Regions from separate parts of the Mus musculus genome. Here region 1 is linked to region 2. The links are chromatin contacts, called in public Hi-C maps. All regions are on one chromosome and are shown on one strand. Each heading gives the region's core, a stretch centred on a gene start, on an enhancer-like site or on the middle of the called end of the contact. The rest is flanking DNA. Distances are from core to core; before and after follow the strand shown.

Region 1 (5,328 bases), core at 1,283-3,782, 300 kb before region 2:
GATTTTCATGTCCACCCCGCATACACTCGCATTTTTTCCCTCTCCATTTTAATGTAAGGTTCCCAGTAGCTTCTGATGCCAAGGGTTCCCAGTTGTGGAACTCACCCTGACAGAAGTGCTGAACACCACAGTGTAAGAGCCTGGGGTGGTAAGGCAGCCTGGGGTGGCAGAGAGGTTGAGTGTGGGGGTGGGGGTGGCAGGGAGGTAGAGTGTGGGGGTGGGGACCCCAAGAGTCATGTAAGCCTCTATGCAATAGACATCAGTCATTCACATGAACCTGTGGGGAAGAACAAAAATTGCTTTATTTTTTATTTCTGTGAGTCTATTCATTAGAAGGTATGCAGTTATGCAGGAACACCTTCTTGAGATAAAAAAGAGACATTACTATGTTGAGTGCACAGATTTTAAAATGATGTAAGCTTTTGGGATTGTTAAGCTGCAAGATTTTTTTGTTTGTTTTGATATGGCATTGGCTTCATTTCCCACAAGGAGCAGAAGGAGATGGACTTCCCAACCGCAAGATGATGTGCACTTTGAGTTTTGCTTTTGTTCATGAAATCCATCTCGGCCCTTTACTGTCTGTTATTCTGTCCTTTGGACAGTCTTTCTGATCTTCATATTTCTGCCATCTTCTCCATTTCTCTGCAGTCAGACCCACCCATGTGTTCTGGGAAAGACTTGGCTCAAGAACAGATGAGCTTCCAGCTGTATTCCTTAGGAAACACAATAGTGGCAGTGACGTTTGGGGCTGTCAAGTAGATTTCTATGTTTCATGTGAACAAGAAGAGCTACATATAAACTACAGGTGACCTTAGCACTAAATACAACATCTGCTTCAGGCTAGTGACTGGGCAGTTGTTACAGCCTCACTGCCACTGCACCAGGTGAGACAGACACCACCCAACTTCCCTCCTACTGAGGCTTTAGACCTATACATCAAAGTTTCCAAACCTTGTCCTCTAAGAACCAAGTCGGTCATGTGATCCAGAGTGTTCTGGGTACCACCCAAGCCTTGATTCAGGGGCCTACCTGCCTTCCCCTCCCTGGGCCTCATGGCAGTTGGAGGCCAGCCAGCAGGTGACAGTGGCAATCTATGAAGCATCTCTAGTGGCTCGGAGGCCCCTTGCAATAAGAGAGAACTTGCCCAAATGTGATTTCGCTGTTGTAAATTCTGCCCCAATTATAGCCTGACTTCCTCCCTCTCAGGAAGCATTTCATAAGCATCGAGGCATTCTGTCTGATAAAGTCGTTCTTTGCCCACATGAAAGGACTCTGCTCTCTGTGGAGAAATCTCAAGCCTGCTGAAGAGCAGTTGTCTGGGGCGACGACCACAGCTTGTGTGTTTGGTTGGGCTACGGGTCCAAGAGCTGCCTTTCTTCCTAACTCTGTCACTTCATAAATCACAACAGGACTCTTGGGTTTCCAGAGCAAAATGTGGGGTAGAGAGCCCTGGGGTTCTGCTGGGGACCCCAGAAACCACAGGCTGCTTACAGAGCAAAGCCCCAGTGTATCTGAGCACCCAGCGCTCCTTGGACCTCATCTCAGAACAGGAAAGTGTTGACTGAAAATGTGTCTGGGGAAGGGTCGATCCTGCTCACTGACACAATCTGGTCCGTACCAGGTATCTATCACCGCCTTCAAACAAGGATATATTTGTAGTATCTGATTTATTTTCAGGGTTGTAGTTTTAGTAAAATTTTATTAAGAAGTAATACGGCATCCAAAAGCTAGTTTGCACTCAATAGTTACCTTCCTAGTTCTGATGTCTTTCTAGATTTTGAAGAATATTAATGCATTTGCACAAAACATTATTTTTCACTCCTGAAACTGGATCACTGACACGTTGCAGTATTTGTGCCCTCCAGGAGAGGTCTCCCCTGACAGTGACAGGCACTTGCTCCCAGGGAGAACCCAGTACACATGAGATGCTTTCCAACTTTGTATTTATGAGTCCAGTTACTTCGATAAACTGTGCTTGGAATACTATGCCCAAATCAGACGTTCTCCTCTTGCTCTCAGTGACGCGAATAACACAATCCCCTGTGTTTGTAGATTTCTCTTAGCAGAGGAGGAAACTTGAAAGAAGTGTCCCAAAGTCCCCTCCCAGCTTCTACTCCTTCAGAAATATTTCTGGTCTTCTTTTGTTCTTTCAAATGTCCCTTTGGACGAGATGTTCACTGAAGCGTTATGTGCCTCACTGGAGACTGATGTACATCGCTAACAACGACAGAACCTCCTTTGGGAGCGTCCAGGACGACTGGGCAAGGTAAACCGTTCCAGGAAGGCGCTCCTTTCCTGCGGGCTCCTGAGGTCTGTGCCATGTATCTTTGGTTACGCTGCTCAGATCTGATGAGGAGAGAAAGGGTCAGGGTGGGGCAGCAGCAGCTGCCGCCTCTCACAGGGCCACAAAGCAAAGAACAGGAAGCTCTGGCAGGGCAGGGTTCCCCACAAGCTCCTTGAAGGCTGGCAGCTCCTCTTTGGAGCCCGACTTCCCTTCATCGCTGTCTCCTTTACTTCCTCTTTCTACCAAAACACTAACGACATTTTACCACAAGGGGGCAGTGCAGGGGAAGAAACCAATCATCTGACTTGGTGCGTCCTTAGGGAAATTATTCTGTCAGGAGCTTGATCTTTTCTGTCCTCCTTCCTCCCTCCTTACAGATAATTCTATATTCAAGCCAGAGTTTCCATGAAGAAGTCGTCAGTCCCACAGCTTACCTAACAGGGTCCTGCGACATGCGTTCTGAAATAGGCTTGCATTTGATTAAGATTGATTGATTTGATTTGCCTCTTTTGGATACAAGACATAAAGCAATTATGATTATGAGGTATTTTTTAGAATTATCTGTTTCAGGCACTATTGTAAGGATATGCAGAGTAAGGAGGCCTCTGAATGTAAAATCCATTCTCTGTATACATATATATCATTTGACCAAGTCCCCCAGTTAGTGGGAGTTAGACCCCCTAAGTTGGCACAGCTGGGTGTTTCCTGAGGACTTTAGCTATAGGATATGGAGGTGACATTATGATCTCTAAGTGGCTGGCTTATGACAGGGGCTAGACTTTCGCACTGGTTGTAAATGTCTTATTGTTCCAATTGTGCTGGCAAAGAGAATACGTTATGACCACAGCTCAGCCATAAAAGCAAACTGTCACTATTACTTAGACCTTAAGGAGCACTACGGGGGCTCCCTGGGAATTTATAGAAAATGGATAAAATCAGGTTTGCAAGGCTATTTTTAGATAAGAAGGCGCCAGGAGCAACTAAGGATCTGGCCTTTGTTCTACCGAAAGAAGCCTGGATAGACTGACCAAGGACCTCACCAGGGAGGAATCCCCAGAAAAGCAACAGGAAATATTTGAAAGACACAGCAGGGTTGCTTGGATGCCCTAGTAGAGCAGGGTTTCCCTAGTATCTAATCCGCCATCAAAGATTCACTAAAACTGAAAGGAAAGGAAGTGCTTAGAATAGCAGAGGAGTCAGGGAAGGCCAGGTCTGCACAGTTTGCAGAAGGGAGGGAGCGTGCTTCAGCAGGCACTGAGGTTAGTCCTACGCTTATGTGCAGGACCATCCATAAGAGTACATCTCAGCCTGAGGAAAGGACAACACTGAGTACAGAGCTCAATCATCGCCCCCCCCTAGCATTCTGTGAGGAAGTGGATTTTGAGTGTAGCTGGTGTGATTGACAGCCACCGGGCCGTGTCTGGGTCTGGATCCTTTACTATATCACCGGCTCTGGGGATAGGGTGTGCACCCAGAACAAAGTAAAGAAAAGCAGGATTTAGCTCTGCCTCTGAGTGTTGAGTATAATTTGTATTTTTCCTCCCTGCTCATATGGCTCTTGCTCTGGGGCTGTGTCCTGGGTCCCTTCAGCCCAGCTCTACTGTGAGTTCCCAAGGGAGCCTGATATCAGTAGAATGAAGCCATTAGGCAGATAGATTGAGTTTTGCCACCAAAAACTTGGGAATAAGGAGATCCATATATAGTTTAATGGCAGGTTAGTTAGCATTGTATCTAAACTCCATCCCCACAGTTACCTGGCAACAGCCAGTTAGGCCTGACCTACTATAGAAGGGGCTGCTTGCCCCCCTCCTCCCTCTCTTACTCTTGCTTACTGCTTGCTTCTCTCTTGCCATCTTGGGCTCTTCCCTTCCCCCTCTCTCCACATGCCCATGGCCATGGCCAGCTTCTACTTCTTTACTCTCTCCCTCTCTCTGCCTTTCTCTGCCTCTACTACCCTCTTAACTCCCCTTCCCATGCCCTGAATAAACTCTATTCTATACTATACTATTGTGTGGCTGGTCCCTCATGGGGAAGGGATGCCTCAGTATGGGCCCACTGAGACATCCCACCTCAGTCACCACAAGAGATCCACGCTTGCTAGCCCAGAACTGGTAAGCCCCCATCCCTTCCCATCTGCATGGTCCCAGGGGAGAGTTCCTGAGCTCGGAGCTACCCCTGTGTTGTCCTTGAGGATGGAAGACATTCAGTTTTTCCCTGACCCTCGTTTTAGGACTTTTTCCCTTGGGTGAGATTTCCCTCTCCTTGTAGACAGTTTCTCGAAGCTGAGAAATTCCTGGGTTTGGATGAACTGGCTCAAGAGCACAGGCTCTGAGCGTTAGCCCCCAGCCATCACAAGTCGACCTGGTGGTCTGGCCTGTGCTAGAATCTCTCTTAGGTTGTTAATGTCCTCAGGACACTGGTAGGGGCAGCTAATAACCCTATTCTCTCGCCCAGGGGTCAGTATTTCTCTGCCTGGTCCCTACTTAATGGGATGTCTTGGTCTAAAACAATATCTCTACATCAACACTAAACTGGCACTTTCTTGCTAATGATCCATGTGGCAAACTTTCCCCTCCCCCTCTCTCATTTGCAGCCTGCTGCAACTACTAGTCCAGCCAGTTTGCCTGAAAGGCAGGTCTGGCTCTGTCTCCTGCCAGGGACTCTGCTGCCCTCCCCCACTCTTACTCTCAGCTCTGAGTCTGTCTCACTGTCTTCCTCAGCCCGCTCACACTCCACCAATCCCTGATCATGTGTCTATCTCCCCACCTTCCTGCACACTCAAGGGGTTCCCTCCCTTTCTCCCTTTCTCCTTCTCTTTCCCTCTCCCTCTCTGCTGGGGGTTTGTAAAGTAAAGGCTAGCAGTGCCACACGCCACAAGTGACAGCTGCCACAAGTGACTGCTGAGAGCACTGGGCCACATAGGAAGTCCTGCCTCATGACTTCCAACAGCAAGCAGGAAGTCTGGCCCTGTGCTCATCAAATTAAACACACGATTCCTGCTGCCAGTGCAGTCTACAGCCATCACCTTCAACAGTGGGAGCGCA
Region 2 (5,954 bases), core at 1,726-4,225:
GGATTGCAATCCCCATAGGAAGAGCAACATTGACAACTAACCTGGACCCCTCAGAGCTCCCAGAGACTAAGTCAAAACCAAAGGAACATACACGGGCGGCGGGTTTGTGGACCAGGGCACATAGGTAGCAGAGGACTGCCTTGTATGGGGAGGGGACTGATGGGGTGAAAAATTCAGGGAGGGGGGCCTAGGAAGGGGTTAACTTTTGGAATGTAAATAAATAAAATAATTTAATTTTTTAAAAAAAGTTAAAAAAAAAACAAAAATAAAAAAACAACGAAAACCAGTCCCTTACCTTTGATAGTTCCAATCTAAAACAAATTAAGAAAATATTTCATCTAGCTAAACAGCAGCCTACAGAATGGAAAAGATTTTTACCAACTCCACATCTGACACAGGGCTAATATCCAAAATATAAAAAGAACTCAAGAAACTAGACATCAACAAACCACATAATCCAATTAAAAAATGGGTACAGATATAAACAGAATTCTCATCAGAGGATTCTCAAATTGCTGAAAAAAAAAAACCTTAAAGAAATGTTCAGCATCCTTAGCCATCAATGGAATGCAAATCAAAACGACTCTGAAATTCTTACACCAGTCAGAATGACTAAGATCAAAAACACAAGAAACTGCTCATGCTGGCCAGGATATAGAGCAAGAACACTCATAAATTGCCAGTGGGAATGCTAACTTGTATAGTCATCTTAGAAATCAACACAGTGCTCTTCAGAAACTGGGGATTTACCTATCTCAACACCCAGCCATACCACCCCTAGACATATATTCAAAAGGTGCCCCACTAGACCACAAGGACACTTTTGATCAATTATGTTCAGAGCAAATTTATTCATAATAGCCAGAAACTGGAAACAACTTAGATGTGTAACCAAAGAATGGATTAAAAAAAAAATGGGACATTGATACATTGGAGTTTTACTTAGCTGTTAAAAAAAAATGGCATCATAAAATTTGCTAGCAAATGGATGAAACCAGAAAAAAACATCCAGAGTAAAAACAAGCATGGCTGGTGCTCACTTGTAGGTGGGTATCAGCTATAAAGTAAAGGATAGCCATGCTAGTGTCCACAGACCCAGAGAGGGTAATGAACAGGAAGGGCTTGGGGAGGGGACGGGAGAGGGGTAAGGATCTTCCTAGGAAGGGGAAATAGAATCAATTTCGAGGGTGCACTGGGGGTGAGTGCGAACAGGAAGAGGAAGGATAGGGTGGGGTGACTGAGGGAGAGAATATTGGGAGAGAACTGGAAAACATTGCAGAAGTAAGGTAAAAACTTGGTGCAATGGAATCTCCTTGGAATCTACACTAGCAAAGACTCCTAGAAACGGGCGGACATGGACAGCTTCAGTGAAGTAGCAGGATATAAAATTAACTCAAACAAGTCAATGGCCTTTCTCTACACAAAGGATAAACAGGCTGAGAGAGAAATTAGGGAAACAACACCCTTCTCAATAGTCACAAATAATATAAAATACCTTGGCATAACTCTAACTAAGGAAGTGAAAGATCTGTATGGTAAGAACTTCAAGTCTCTGAAGAAAGAAATTAAAGAAGATCTCAGAAGATGGAAAGATCTCCCAAGCTCATGGATGGGCAGGATCAATATAGTAAAAATGGCTATCTTGCCAAAAGCAATCTACAGATTCAATGCAATCCCCATCAAAAATTCCAACTCAATTCTTCAACAAATTAGAAAGGGCAATCTGCAAATTCATCTGGAATAACAAAAAACCTAGGAAAGCAAAAACTCTTCTCAAGGATGAAAGAACCTCTGGTTGGCATGGAGTCTGAACTGGCCATCCCCTCTAACCAGGTCTCAAGTGGAGAGACTGGGACACCAACCCAGCCACAGAAATCTCCAACCTACCGTTTGTCATCCCTGCAGGATATGCTGGGACCAGAGCCTAGAATAACTGTCATCAGAGAAACCAGAGAGACTTCATCCAGCAACAGATGGGAGCAGATGCAGAGTCCCACAGCCAAATTCAGGGAGAGCTTATGGAGTCCTGAGAGGGGTAGGAAAGACTGGAGGATCCACAGGATCAAGGACACCATAAGAACAAAGCACACAGAATCAACAGACTGGGACTCAAATGGGCTCACAGAGATCAGGGAGCCTGTACAGCCTGACCTAGGTCCTCTGCATATATGTTATATTTCTGTCGCTTGGTGGTTTTATGGGATTGTTAACAGTGTGCGCAGGGGATGTCTCTTGACTCTTTTGCCTGCTTTTAGGAGCCTTTTCCTCTTACCGGGTTACCTCATCCAGCCTTGATGCTAGAATACATGCTTAGTCTTATGGTAGATTTTTATACTATATTTGGTTGATGTCTCAGGAAGGCCTGTTCTTTTCTGAGGAAAAGGTGAAGGGGTAGATGTGGATCCAGGGAAAGAGGAGGTAGAGGGATGGACTGGGAGGAGAGGACGAAGGGGAAACTGCAGTTTGGGATACAATATATGGGAGAATAATAAATGGAAAAATTATAGGAAAAAAGGAAAGCACACATATCATGTCATGTCAGCACACCCCTATATTAAATGTAAAAGTAAAACCTACAGAATATAAATAAGCTCACCACACAAGTAACTGTCGATATTTACCAGAAATTACCTGTAAAGAAGTTCTTCTGTGCAAAGATGAAGTGGTATGTGGCTTTATATACTTCCAATTCACATTGCCATGTCTGTGGCATGTTCCAAATTCTGGGGTAGCTGGCATTGATGTGGAACTGCAAAACAAATGTTAGAGGTTAAAATGTGACAATGCTAACAGCATTGGGAATGAAGTCATATAATCTGGAGAGTAATTAAAACTTATTTTCCCACTGAGATGAACAGAAAGTGTCTTTGAGACTTTTAAAACTGCTGTAAAAGGTCAGTGTCTATGGTCAATACCCAGATCTTTGAGATATTAAGCTTTGATGTGGTCAAAATTCTCTGAGGGGAAAGAAATATTCTCTAGTTTCAGCAACACACACCAGCTAACGTAGCAGGTAACAAACAGCCCAAGTCCCTAATTCCTCCTCTGTTAAAGGAAGGAAGGCGGACTATCATGGGTACTATCCTACAGCCTGGCCTTGGCATTGCTGCACAGGAAACAGCTGCCTGCCGAGGACTAGCACTGTTTTACATGGTCCCACTTATCAGCAACAGCTTGAGAGTTCCATCAAGTGCAGAACTGTAATGAATGTTAAATTTGATAAGTTTAATACTATATTTTTATGTAATAATAGATTTTATATAGTAATTTTACATTATTCATATACTGACTACATGTTTTTATACTCATACTCTAAGAAATAAGTTGTTTTTTATTTCAACTACAGTGGAATTGACTTAACCCACACCAAGAGAAAAGACTGCACAGAGACTTTGAGGCTAAAACATACCTGACTATTTGTGCATGCTCTCATAGATGATTATAATCTGAGTGTTGGGGGGGGCTTTTCTTACTAATTATCAAATTTCATCTTACACATCTGAATGTATAAGATGTTGGCTTAAAACAAGTAACTAAGAACCTTATGACATCATCTGATGTAAATGAATCTTCTGTGAATACCAACCATCCTACAGAGTTGTTGTTGTTGTTGTTGTTGTTGTTACTGCCCTTTTTTTAAAGTAACATATTAATGAGAACCTAATCTGAAATTTAAACCATGGCCACTTCCAAATATTCAGGGTACCATCAAGACTTTTTTCTTTAAAACTTAGTCACTGACTTAGGTCAAAGAATAAAATTAATTAAGTCCTGAGAGAAGCCCAATAGGGTCAGAACATGCAATCAAAAATTACTTTATTTACAATTTTGGAAAAATACGTGGAATTTAAAAATTACATCCTAACAGTTTGTGAGCTCCTAGCACTTCCTATGTATTAGAAGTGGAACAGTATAAAGGATGTCAAAGGCAGCACACAGTACGAGTAATCTGCCACTCTTCCCAAGCTTGGTATAACCAGAGTACCTAGTTGGTAGTTCTCAAATAAGAATACAGACAAGTTTTAGAAATTTTACATTAGAAAATTAAAACTAAGTCTATACCTACTAAACAAATGTATATCATATATTTAGACTTACTGCTAACATCTCTGCTTCTAAAAGGGTCCGATATTGCATACTGGTAGTAGCATCAACATGTAATAGTTGTCCTTTAATAGCAGGGGTATAACCTAATAAATAAAAACATAAAATGTAAGAGCCAGAATAAAAAGTACACAATTTAAATTTTTGCAGTAGAACCAACTCCTTCTACCACTTCAAAACTGAAATCCTTGAAACACAGCTTCAGTGACGGGAAGCTTGCTAATGTAACAAGGGATCCTCCTCATCTAAGACAACAATGAGTAAACATCACCACCACATGGTATCTATCCTGGTTTGCTTTTGAGAGCAAACCCATAGTGGCCTCTCAATATCCATATACAATGGTTCTAAAATGCTACATTTAAATTAAAATCTACAGACGTTCAAGACTTTTATGTGAAATATCAAAATATTCCAATTGTTACATGTATCTCCCACATATGCCAAATTATCTCACATTACTTATATATTTAATATAATATAAATGCTATGCAGTAACCACTGAACAGTATTGTTTAGAAGATAACAAGGGAAAATACATACTACAAGTGCAACTCTTCTTAAATATTTCCATATCATAACTGCTTTAGTCTATGGATGCAAAGCTTATGAATGTGAGAACGTTGTACATGTTTACTTCTAAGCAAAACTTTTCAACTATAAGCACAAGTCCTATACTTTTTCTTTAGCTACTGATTCAAGTATATATATTTTTTATGATTTTTCAAGTATTCCCTATATAAAAACAGTTGCCAAATATTATATATGTCTCCTGTAATGACAGTCTCACATCAATACAGGCCATTCTCGGCATAAGCAGAAGTTTGAAGTGCCATTTCCTCTTTTAACTGGCTTCTTTTTCAAAGATCACAGCTACATGTTATTATTCTAAAAGTTTTATAACTACCCTGGCATGTGCCCTGATGTAGGCTTTCTTTTTCATCCCAAACATCTGAATATGAAAAATATTTCAGGCTTCTGTGTATTTGGAATCGCAGGTCCATAAAATTATCTTAAATCTACCAAATTCTTTTAATAATCTTTTACATTTTATTCAGTCAGGTAGATGTGTGTGTGGAGGTCAGAGGATAGATAACCTATGAGAGTTAGTTCTCTCTTTCTACTATATGGGGATCTGAGATACTGATTTCTCAGTCTTCAAGTGGCCCCTTATCTCAGTGTGCCAACATTTGAACAAGTTTGCACTGTAGAATGACACAGGGATATTTACTATGTGAATTACTACCCTGGCTAGTCTATGTCAACTTGACACAAGCTAGAGTTATCTGAAAGGAGGGAATCCCAATTGAGAAATAGCTTCCATAAGATCCAGTTGTAGGGGCTACCTTGCCAGCAGAGTCTTGCCCAACACCCGCAAGGGCCCACACGGGACTCCCCACGGGATCCTAAGACCTCTGGTGAGTGGAACATAGCGCCTGCCCCAATCCAATCGCGCAGAACCTGAGACTGCTGTACATAGGGAAGCAGGCTACCCGGGCTTGATCTGGGGCACAAACCCCTTCCACTCCACTTGAGCCCCGGGCTACCTTGCCAGCGGAGTCGCCTGACTCCCGCAAGGGCCCACACAGGATTCCACACGAGATCCTAAGACCTCTAGTGAGTGGTACACAACTTCTGCCAGGAGTCTGGTTCGAACACCAGATATCTGGGTACCTGCCCTGCAAGAAGAGAGCTTGCCTGCAGAGAATACTCTCCCCACTGAAACTAGGAGAGTGCTACCCTCCAGGTCTGCTTATAGAGGCTAACAGAGTCACCTGAAGAACAAGCTCTTAACAGTGACAACTAAAACAGCTAGCTTCAGAGATTACCAGATGGCGAAAGGCAAACGT

What was found. Hi-C and Micro-C count contacts between places; a contact is called where the count stands out from the background.
Region 1: a Hi-C map of the MNK3 cell line shows a contact between it and region 2, with 6 times the contacts expected there. The contact joins two enhancer-like sites. A contact is called at or near these places in 2 of 15 datasets of contacts at CTCF or cohesin (CD8 T cells and the NIH/3T3 cell line), 9 of 484 Hi-C or Micro-C datasets (the HL-1 cell line, the MNK3 cell line, Th2 cells and 3 more), 8 of 115 datasets of contacts at active chromatin or transcription factors (T-cell acute lymphoblastic leukemia, embryonic hindbrain, embryonic limb bud and 5 more) and 1 of 9 other capture datasets (liver).

What each region holds. Positions count from the first base shown.
Region 1 is chr3:37,201,340-37,206,667 of GRCm38.p6, reverse strand. No RefSeq gene overlaps it. Among named protein-coding and RNA genes, the nearest start is that of Gm36168, 20 kb to the left of the region's middle. Within about 2 kb of position 2,532, at least 204 of the 459 cell types and tissues checked have an H3K27ac peak or open chromatin away from gene starts, as enhancers often do. A contact at or near this core is called in the MNK3 cell line, where this site is marked.
Region 2 is chr3:36,904,927-36,910,880 of GRCm38.p6, reverse strand. 4932438A13Rik (RIKEN cDNA 4932438A13 gene) reads right to left here. Exons shown (of 86, transcript NM_172679.2): 14 at 4,099-4,190; 15 at 2,632-2,749. Among named protein-coding and RNA genes, the nearest start is that of 4932438A13Rik, 45 kb to the right of the region's middle. Within about 2 kb of position 2,975, at least 4 of the 459 cell types and tissues checked have an H3K27ac peak or open chromatin away from gene starts, as enhancers often do. A contact at or near this core is called in the MNK3 cell line, where this site is marked.